2 separate regions of the Xenopus tropicalis genome follow, and region 1 is linked to region 2. Evidence: chromatin contacts called from public Hi-C data. All regions are on one chromosome and are shown on one strand. The core of a region is the stretch at or near the end of the contact, and the rest is flanking DNA. Distances in the headings are between cores, read along the strand shown. Region 1 has its middle 6.0 kb from the start of pitx2. Region 2 has its middle 210 kb from the start of fam241a.

Region 1 (4,796 bases), core at 1,558-4,057, 280 kb after region 2:
TATTCTATCTAATGGTATAATTTATGAAAGGCCCCTGGGTTGGGGTCAGGGGGCTCCATCAAGCAGAGGCTAGCTAATCATTGAGGCAGTGCAGACATTAGAAAGAAAAAGATTACAGAGATGATGACATGCAAATTTCCACCCAAATTATCATAAGTAAACATTTCAATCCTGGGCTAATAAAATCCCATCTGTGTTACTTCATATCGAGTTAGTAGGGAGCTGTGATAATGAATTTTGTAATATCTTACGGACAGACGTCTCAATCAGCTACTAATCCTGCGATTTTACTGCAGAATCACTCGGATCTGGGGCAGCCAAACGCCTGCTCTCTGGCACAGATCTGGGCAAAGGAAACAGCACCAACACACAGGCAAATGGGAGAAAAGAGTAAACAGAGCAGGAGGTGGGAGTGAGCTGGGATGCAACTGTCCCTGTGCCATAGAATACTTTCCACTTGCTTCAATCACTTGCTCCTGTCACACTCCATTTAGGCAGCACCTCAATTATTGGCCTAATCACAATGAAGACAGAACTATCAAGCCAGCACTGAAAGAAAAAGCAGCCATGTTAATATAATTATTTGGCTCGACTGATCTTGGTTTGTGCATCACATAAATGCTCCTCTGACTGGGGGCTCTCAATAAGCGCTAATAAGCGCAACAAATTCCCATTATTCTGTTGCAAACAACAGAATCTACAGCAAATACTTGAAAATGATCATTTTGGAATGGGTCGAATTACAGTGGATGCGAATTCTCCTTAATTAAAATCTAATTTCGCAGTTATCCACTGGGTTGTAGTTGTGACACGGCTTTCTATAATTAGCTAACGTCTTACTTGAAGGTAATTATATTAATTAATAATGAGGAAAGGAGCAAGGATACACAACATACTATGGTTCATAGTACATTATTTGTGTTCTTATATTGTTGCTACCACACCAGCTTTCAGAAATAAATGTGTGATATCACAATGTATTTACAGGTGACTCCCTTCTGCGCCCCACAGGAACTTAGCGCACCCCTCTAGTCCCTTTGTTCCGCCATTCCAATCTTTTCTTTATAGTTGCAAATCGCACTATTTAGGTAAACAAAATTGATTTATATCTGGCGATTAAGCGGAGATATAATCTGAACCTGCATTACATTATCCAATTTTTGTCTGCTGGAAAAGGTAAATAGCACAAATATAAACAATGGGCCTAATTCACTAAAAAGTACTATTTCCTTGTAATTTATTATGGTTCTTTTTTAAAAAAAATAATAGTAAAGGTGCATAGATTTCTTCCACAACCATCTTACATAAAATTAACTTTAACGGAAAGGAAGAGAAAACAAGGAGTGACACTGATCTGTTAAACTTATTCACATGTTTCACTGGAGAAAGAAGCGAGGAAACCGTTATAATAAGACGGATTCAATCTGTCATCCAGAACTAGCAATTTAGATTATTAGTATTGTTGCCTCTGGAGTCGTGTTCCCTACAACGCACTGGGCTCAAACAAAGCATTATATTACCCACCCATGAAATGTAAAACATGTATATAACTGTATTAAAAAGAAGGGTTAACATTGTTTTTGTTTTGTACACTACAGATCTAGAGTATATGCACTGATGGCTTAATCTAAGGTTAAAACAATTTATTTTTAGTTTATAAATAAACGTCACGTTATTAATTTTAATTTTTCTCGTTATTTGATTAGATTTTGTCAACATCATTTGAATGGCAGGCTTGCTGAGTAAAATGATAATATGATGTTGATAATAATTTTAAATTGTGGCACTTCGGGTGAATTTTAGGAACAACATTATGTTGTCCACTCACTGATAATAATAAATCTGTACATTTATGCTGATATTTTTCACCAATTGCCTGTTAGTGTGTATGTCTTGGTGCCAGGTTCCGCAAAAACTGTTTATAAAACAATTAATGAATTACATAATTAAAATGACATGTTATCGGTGTCTGTAGGACTGTGGTTGAATACAACGGAATTCTAAATTTGTACCTCTTTTCTCTCGCAGGTAACAGGCAGTAACAGGATGGACAGCAACTGCCGCAAGCTGGTGACAGCCTGTGTCCAACTAGGTGAGCTTCTGCCCATTCCTTTGTGTAGGGATTAGGGAAACTCCAGAGGGTTAGCGATTAAGTAGCAGAGATGCACATTTGTATCACATTCTCTAAGTCCACCACAATAAAAAAATAGAAACGGAGAAAAACGTCTGTTTGTTTTCTTTTAATAACAGTAAATATAATGATGATATAACATTTTTAATAATGAGCATAGTTAGGATCTCACAGTCATTCTTACATGGAGAAAGAAAGCTGGTGGAGATCAGCACTTGCTAATGAGAGCTGTGGCCGTAACGTTGTGCCTGTGTGTGATTGCAGGAGTGCAGCCCTCGGCAGTAGAGTGTCTCTTCTCTAAGGAGTCCGATATGAAGAAAGGGGATTTTCCTGCTACAGATGCCACAGAAGGCAGCCGCAAGGAGACAGGCAAACTGTTTGGCAGGAATCATCAAAGCGCCGGTGGTAAGGACTCCGTTTGTCTTGAATTGTTGGGTGTAGGATTAGGGTGTAACAAAGTATTTACAGGGCTAATTAAGAGAGTTAAAATGCTATTAATTGATGTAAACTAAATGCAGAGTGAATTTATAGAGACTCGTGTAGTCGCTCTCATTTAGCTTTTGCGTCACTTTAAACCTTGCAGCTAAAAAGTTGGTCACGCTGAAGGGACTGCTTTCAGTAGCACTGACCCTCATGCGACTACTAATCCACAGCTGTGAGCTCGCTTTGTGCGGGGACCCGACCAGCACTACATTTTGTGATAAACTGATAAGTGGAAGGGCCTGGTGTGGAGCCTTTAGCCATGATCTTTAAGCGCCCTCTAGTGGCAGGCAAATGAAGGGCAAGAATGAATACAATCGTTTGGTGATGTCCAACCTGTGATAGCATTTTGGGGGGGTTTCTTGCTGAGATATGGAAGTTATTACGTTTTCATAAAATTTGTTGATGCATAAAGGCAGTGGAAAATGAAAGCAAGACAACCGATTGGAACAAATCAATCTAGCACCTTCTTAGTTTTTGTTATGGGGCCAGTTTGATTGTCTCTGGTTATCTGCTGTTGAACTACGGCTACCAGCATTTCCACAATTGCAATGTGGGCAGTTTACCCTGTTACCAAAGATACTGCATGTTTACAATTAGGAAAGCTGGGTCCTGACAGTTGTAGTTCAACCCTAGTGGAAAACTAACGGCATATGGGCATATGGTAAAACTATTTGGCACCATCCTTACTTGTGGAGGGAATCAAGAGAAATATACAGTAAGAGAGGTACAGGAGACTACCCAATAAGATCATTATTAAATGTAAATTCGGGTACAATGTCTGTGGCGACGAATGAGTTAATGGCTTATTACAAGGGGGTCCCTGTAGGGGCCGGTGGCAACATGTGGAGCAGAGGGATATCTGAGCATTCTATCCTGAATCACATAAAGTGCCAAGAGACATGGACTGGCAGTTAATGAAAATTAACTCATACATTTGTAATATTAATTATACATACTAGATTATCTAATGTAAATTAAAGGTACATCATTGACTTAATGTTCTGCTATACTGACACAAGGTTTGCTCACCAAAAATATCATAGTAACGCGATAAAAACACCCCCATAGAAGATCCGATTTTACCATAAAGCAGCCCTGGAAAGTATGACGTGCCAGCTGTACCTGCTTTTAGGAAGCAGTTAGTGAGCCCTTATAGTAGTTATCTTGGCTATGTGAGATTATGTTAATGGTCTTCTGACTTTGCTTCATAATCCTTTAATAATCCCTGTTATGTAATTCCTGCCAACAAAGAAGGGCCATTTCATTTAATCCCATTTTTAAATATAATTATTCGCTGCCGTATACGTGGTGGTATCATCTATATTGCTGCACATTTATTTCACTTCTGCTTACAATATCCACCCATTCTCCTTGACACTGTGAACCACAGTTTAAAATCTTAATTCGAAATATACAAAGAATTGAGATTATACCTCCATGCATTAATAAATGATTTTAGAATAAAGTATTTCCACTGAGGGAAATTGGTTTGTTTAAAATAAAAACTTCTCATTTTTAAGTGGAAATAAATTATTCATAGTCATATGTTCACATATAATTCCATATATGTGTGTGTCAATACTATGTGACTTCTGTCTCATCTATCTGTTCCTATGTCTGTATGGCTATGGCTTTCTGTTTATGCGTTATGGTGCCAGTGTATATAAGGGATGGTGTTAGTAGATGTCCTATTTCTGGCTAAGGGCTCACCCTTATTTGTTTTGAAAAAAATGTGTGGATAAAAACTTGCATTTTGGTTTCTTTTTTCCCTTGTGCAATAATATATGCAAGAATTGCTTGATGACTCCAGGGAACAGGAGATGTGCAAGGAGAGCCTCTCCGTGAGCAGGAATATACTAATGGAACAATCTCATGTCTGCTTAATCCCGTGTAAAAAGAATTGTCTTTTGCTTAATATTGACTGAATGGGTAATTAATGGCTCTCCATAAGGCACTGGGCAGTAATGTGAATAGCAGAATCGGGAAACATAGAGAATTGCAGGAAGGCTGCTATTTATCCCTTAGGGGCATCTAACTGCAATAACTGGCAAATAGTAGAGTGCAGTGGCTTTGGGCAAATATACATAGGGCAAGGAAATACTAATAAGTCCCTGTTCATCTGTGTGTAGCCCAGCACTGGGCGATTCCTCTAGCAAATAACTGCTATGGTGGTTTAGTAAAT
Region 2 (4,684 bases), core at 785-3,284:
CATTAATATGGATTTGTTCTCCTTGTGTTTGCATGGGTTTATTTTACAGTCTCATACCATAATGCTAGGTTAATTGGCTTTGATTAAAAAACAGACTCTCTCCTAGGGCATTGGTTCAAATTAATGATTTTTTTTTTAATTCTTCAAAAACTCTGCACATGATGTTGCCTCTAAATAAAAAAATTATGGCCCTTACACCTTACCTTAAACAAAACAAATGTGCCTATGTTTCACCTTTTCATCTAAATAAAGCACAAGGAAGCTATGTACTTTACACCTTTCATTGCCAGGTGTCAGGTAGAAGAACCCCTTTGCATTGTATCCATGTATACTAAAGTGTTGCTCCATGTAATTTGCCTGTATTGTCTTGAGCAAAACTGTATGCAGTCTTTAGCAGGTGCAGTTATGCTGGTGGAATTCTGGGGGAACAAAAACACATGCAAAAAAAAAAAAAAAACCCTTTGTTTGCCCTTTGCCTCTGTTAGTAAATGAGGATCAATATCACGTTTGCATGAGATCAGGTGTAAACATGAGTATCTTAGAAACATGTTTCTAGATTTAAGGTCATAACCCCTTTTATTAGTATATGCATCTAGTGTTATATTTAGGGCTATGGTACTGCACATGGTTTTGTAAGCCTCTTAGAGAGAACCATAAAGGTCAAAATGCTTTTCCTCGTCTGCAGATGCACTTCAAATGCATTGATTAAGGAAAATGAGGACTGGTGGAGATAGCTCAGATATGCAGAAAGTATTGTCTGTTATGGTTCCCCTGAGATGATTGCATTGGTAAAAACACACATTATAACCATTACACCTATGGCACATATGCTTTTTTCTCTGATGGTGTTTTCAACTGAAGAAGCAACCAAATCTATCACTGCCATATGGTAAATGCCTTACTCTGCCTGTACTATCACATGTTAGCTCTAAATCTGCTCCAATAAACAGGGAAATGCACTGCTACCGTCCAGAAGGGTGGATCCCTGAATAATGGGCTATACCCCCACACTGTAAAAATGGTACAGGTATGGGTATGGTACAGGTATAGGTATGGTACAGGTATGGGTATGGTACAGGTATAGGTATGGTACAGGTATAGGTATGGTACAGGTATGGGTATGGTACAGGTATAGGTATGGTACAGGTATAGGTATGGTACAGGTATGGGTATGGTACAGATATGGGTATGGTACAGGTATAGGTATGGTACAGGTATAGGTATGGTACAGGTATAGGTATGGTACAGATATAGGTATGGTACAGGTATGGGTATGGTACAGGTATAGGTATGGTACAGGTATAGGTATGGTACAGGTATGGGTATGGTACAGGTATAGGTATGGTACAGGTATAGGTATGGTACAGGTATGGGTATGGTACAGATATGGGTATGGTACAGGTATAGGTATGGTACAGGTATAGATATGGTACAGGTATGGGTATGGTACAGGTATAGGTATGGTACAGGTATGGGTATGGTACAGGTATGGGTATGGTACAGGTATAGGTATGGTACAGGTATAGGTATGGTACAGGTATGGGTATGGTACAGGTATGAGTATGGTACAGGTATGGGATCTGCAATCTCCCATTATACATCTCCAATAGACTCCATTTAATTCAAATCATTTAAATTTTTTAAACCGATTTCCTTTTCTTTGTAATAAGGAAGCACTACCTTGTACATAATCCTAACTAAGCTACAAGAATCTTTATTGGAGGCAAAACAATTCCATTGGGTTTAATTTTAATTATTTTTTTAGCTGTCCTGAAAACCCCAGGTCCTGGGCATTCTGGATAACAGGTCCCATACCTGTACTTGCATAGTGTTAATGAGAAAAACAGAAGCTAATTTATTGCTTAATGATTTTCTCCTATTGATTCCTTTCATTCATTTTCTACTGCACTGCTTACAAATAAAGTTTTTTTAAGCATACCTCATGGTTTGGCCCACACATGAAGACATTTGCTGGCTGTAACAATAAGTAAATGGCTAGCAGATTGTGAGTGCTTACCACAGCACAGACGCTTCAACGAGCTGATTGTATTAGCTTGCTAAAAGCAGGTTGGCCTCATTAGTGGTAATTATGGCTAATCAGCAACAGTTGTTCAGAGCAAGATACAGATCAGCTTTGAGCACTGGCCTTACAAAACATGTAATGGGTGTAATGAACGATGAAAAAACCCTGATTAGGCCGGTACGGTATTCAGTAAAAAGAGCAAATGATTCAGCGCTCTTTAGTTATTTATTACTTGTAGAAAACAATTAGATGTATGATCTTGCCACTCCATGTTACAGTAGCTAAGTCTTTCATTTCATCAAGTCATAAAATAAATTGTATATTGCACAGATCATTTATGAAGTCCAAGCTGGCCTTTCTAGTTTGAGCAGAACAGAAACTCCCACCATCCTCACCTAGTCTGGTGTATCATATAGAGTTCTGTGTACAATCATTAGGCTGATGCCACACGTGGCGTTTTTACGCTGCATATTTTCTATTTCTCTCAGCGGCTGAAAAACGCCTGATATCATCATCCATAGAAATAACTTGAAAAGACTCGAAGCAAACCACACAATGCGGAAATACGCTAGAAAACGCCTTAGCACGGATTTTTCAAGCGTTGGCTGAAATATGCTGCGTTTTTTACTATTTTGCACTATTAGCACCATGGAAACAGGATTTGCTGTGTCACCAGTACTAGGCTGAAAAACGCCATAGTCAGGGGCTGTGTGGCTTGTGCGGCGTTTTTAGGCTGAGAAAAAACGCAGCGTAAAAACGCCACGTGTGGCATCATCCTTAAATAGTTCTTCTAGACAGAGAGTAGTGTTCTTCAGATTTATCAGCAATAAAAGGTATTCATCATGCAAGTGTAGGCATCAGCAGTTAGTGGTTGTAAATCCCACCTGTGAGTATGTCTGGGGTTCTCTTCATAGTGGTATGGCCTCTGGATTCCACTCATGGAGAGGAGTGGAGGTGCCAGGAACAGGAAACCAAAGTGAAGGGAAGGTGCTGGGTAAAAAGAAACGTCTTAGTGGCATTGATTTAAAGTGTCACCTAAGTAGACCATGTTTGCTTTTTAACTAGTGATGAGCGAATCTGTCCCATTTCACTTTGCCATAAAATCTGCGAAACAGCAAAAAATCCTCAAAACGTATTTGTCGCACAATTTTTTTTTTTGTTGCTCGCGTCTTTTTTTGTCACCCGCTTCTTTTTTTTTTGTCGCCCGCGTCTTTGTTTGATGCACAATGAATTTTTCCGTGGCGAAGTTTCACAAAGTTTTGCAAAGCAATTTGCCAATGGCGAAATGCGGAAATCTGCTGCAAATCCATGCCTGGCGAAAAAATTTGCTCATTATTATTTTTACCATCTGAAGACTGAACTGAGTTTGCATGTCTCCCCCTATGATTCCTTCAGATTTAAAATAAAGTTAAAAAGAATGTGATGCGATTAGGAGGAGGCATGGGACTCACACTTCTGTTGGGTTACTCTCTCAGAAGCCATATTGTAATGACTTTAGTCATATTTAATAATAAAAGGTTAGTGATGAGTGAATCTGTCTGCTGAAAAACTTGTGAAATGGTGAAAAATTCACGAAACGTGGCTACTGCGTGACTTTTTTGACGTGACCACAACTTTTTTGATGCAACCTAACTTTTCCTCACTCATTTTTTGTTATGCTGAATTTTTGCAGCAGTTTTATGTTAAAAATTGACAATCGCAGCAAATCCATCCCTGGAGAAAAAGATTGGCCTAGCCATGTTCCAATATCTTCCAAACAGACTATATATATATATATATATATATATCCACAAGTTTGTTTTTATGAGTTCTATCCCTGTGGATTTCGTCATTGAAAATTGGCTCTGGGTGTGAGCTGATGGGCCAGTTGGGTGCTGATCAGGGTCCACACTTTCACCAAGCAGCAGGCAGCCAATTGGCTTTTCTCTGCAGGTGTTTAGATGCCAGCAGAAAAAAATGACTCATGTGCCATTAGCCTTACTGTTACAGAAGACATATTGGATAAATGGGAAAAACGCTAATTTTGTAGGCAATTGTGAATAATATATGGTGCTGGTTTCACTTTGGGCTTAAAATAATCCTCTCTGTAAAAATGGCCCCTTTATTGGAGCTCCCTATGGATCGTATCACTCCATCCAGTGTGAAATGAAGAGTGGGCGTGTCCTAACGGTCCCTGCCAGAAGCACAGTAGGAGGGGGATAGCCAATCACAGCCCTGCACTCACACAAGCAAAGACAGGCTTCAGTTCCCTATCAGGTCAGCCTAGCTGCTGATTGGTTCCTATCCTACAGTGCAGTGTACGGAGGGCCACCGGCTCCCCAGCTCATCCAGAGAATTCAGCCAGCAGGAAGTGGAACAGATGGGCGGGACTAGTGGGGTTTTGGTGGAATTTCTCAATAAATCAGTCAGAAACACAACTTTTTAAAGCGCAATCCTTCTATATCTAGAGGAGTATAATTCACTGGTACATTCATAATTTTTATAGGATATGTCTCCTTTAAGGCTGTTAGTAAACCAACAATACTGGAGGCATAGTTGTGTGAATAGGTATAAAGGTGTAATTTGTTTGATTCCTGTGATTTCTTGAGTGATGCACTTAAGGGAATGGTATGCAGTCTATAGCAAAGCTTTTATTGCATTTGACTTCTTTTAGACTACCTA

Evidence for each region. A called contact is a pair of places that touch in the nucleus more often than the background predicts.
Region 1: a Hi-C map of neurula embryo shows a contact between it and region 2, with 2.7 times the contacts expected there. The contact joins two enhancer-like sites. A contact is called at or near these places in 4 of 5 Hi-C or Micro-C datasets (brain, gastrula embryo, neurula embryo and 1 more).

What each region holds. Positions count from the first base shown.
Region 1 is chr1:68,320,979-68,325,774 of UCB_Xtro_10.0, forward strand. No RefSeq gene overlaps it. Among named protein-coding and RNA genes, the nearest start is that of pitx2, 6.0 kb to the right of the region's middle. Within about 2 kb of position 2,808, at least 2 of the 11 cell types and tissues checked have an H3K27ac peak or open chromatin away from gene starts, as enhancers often do. A contact at or near this core is called in neurula embryo, where this site is marked.
Region 2 is chr1:68,046,692-68,051,375 of UCB_Xtro_10.0, forward strand. No RefSeq gene overlaps it. Among named protein-coding and RNA genes, the nearest start is that of fam241a, 210 kb to the left of the region's middle. Within about 2 kb of position 2,035, at least 1 of the 11 cell types and tissues checked has an H3K27ac peak or open chromatin away from gene starts, as enhancers often do. A contact at or near this core is called in neurula embryo, where this site is marked.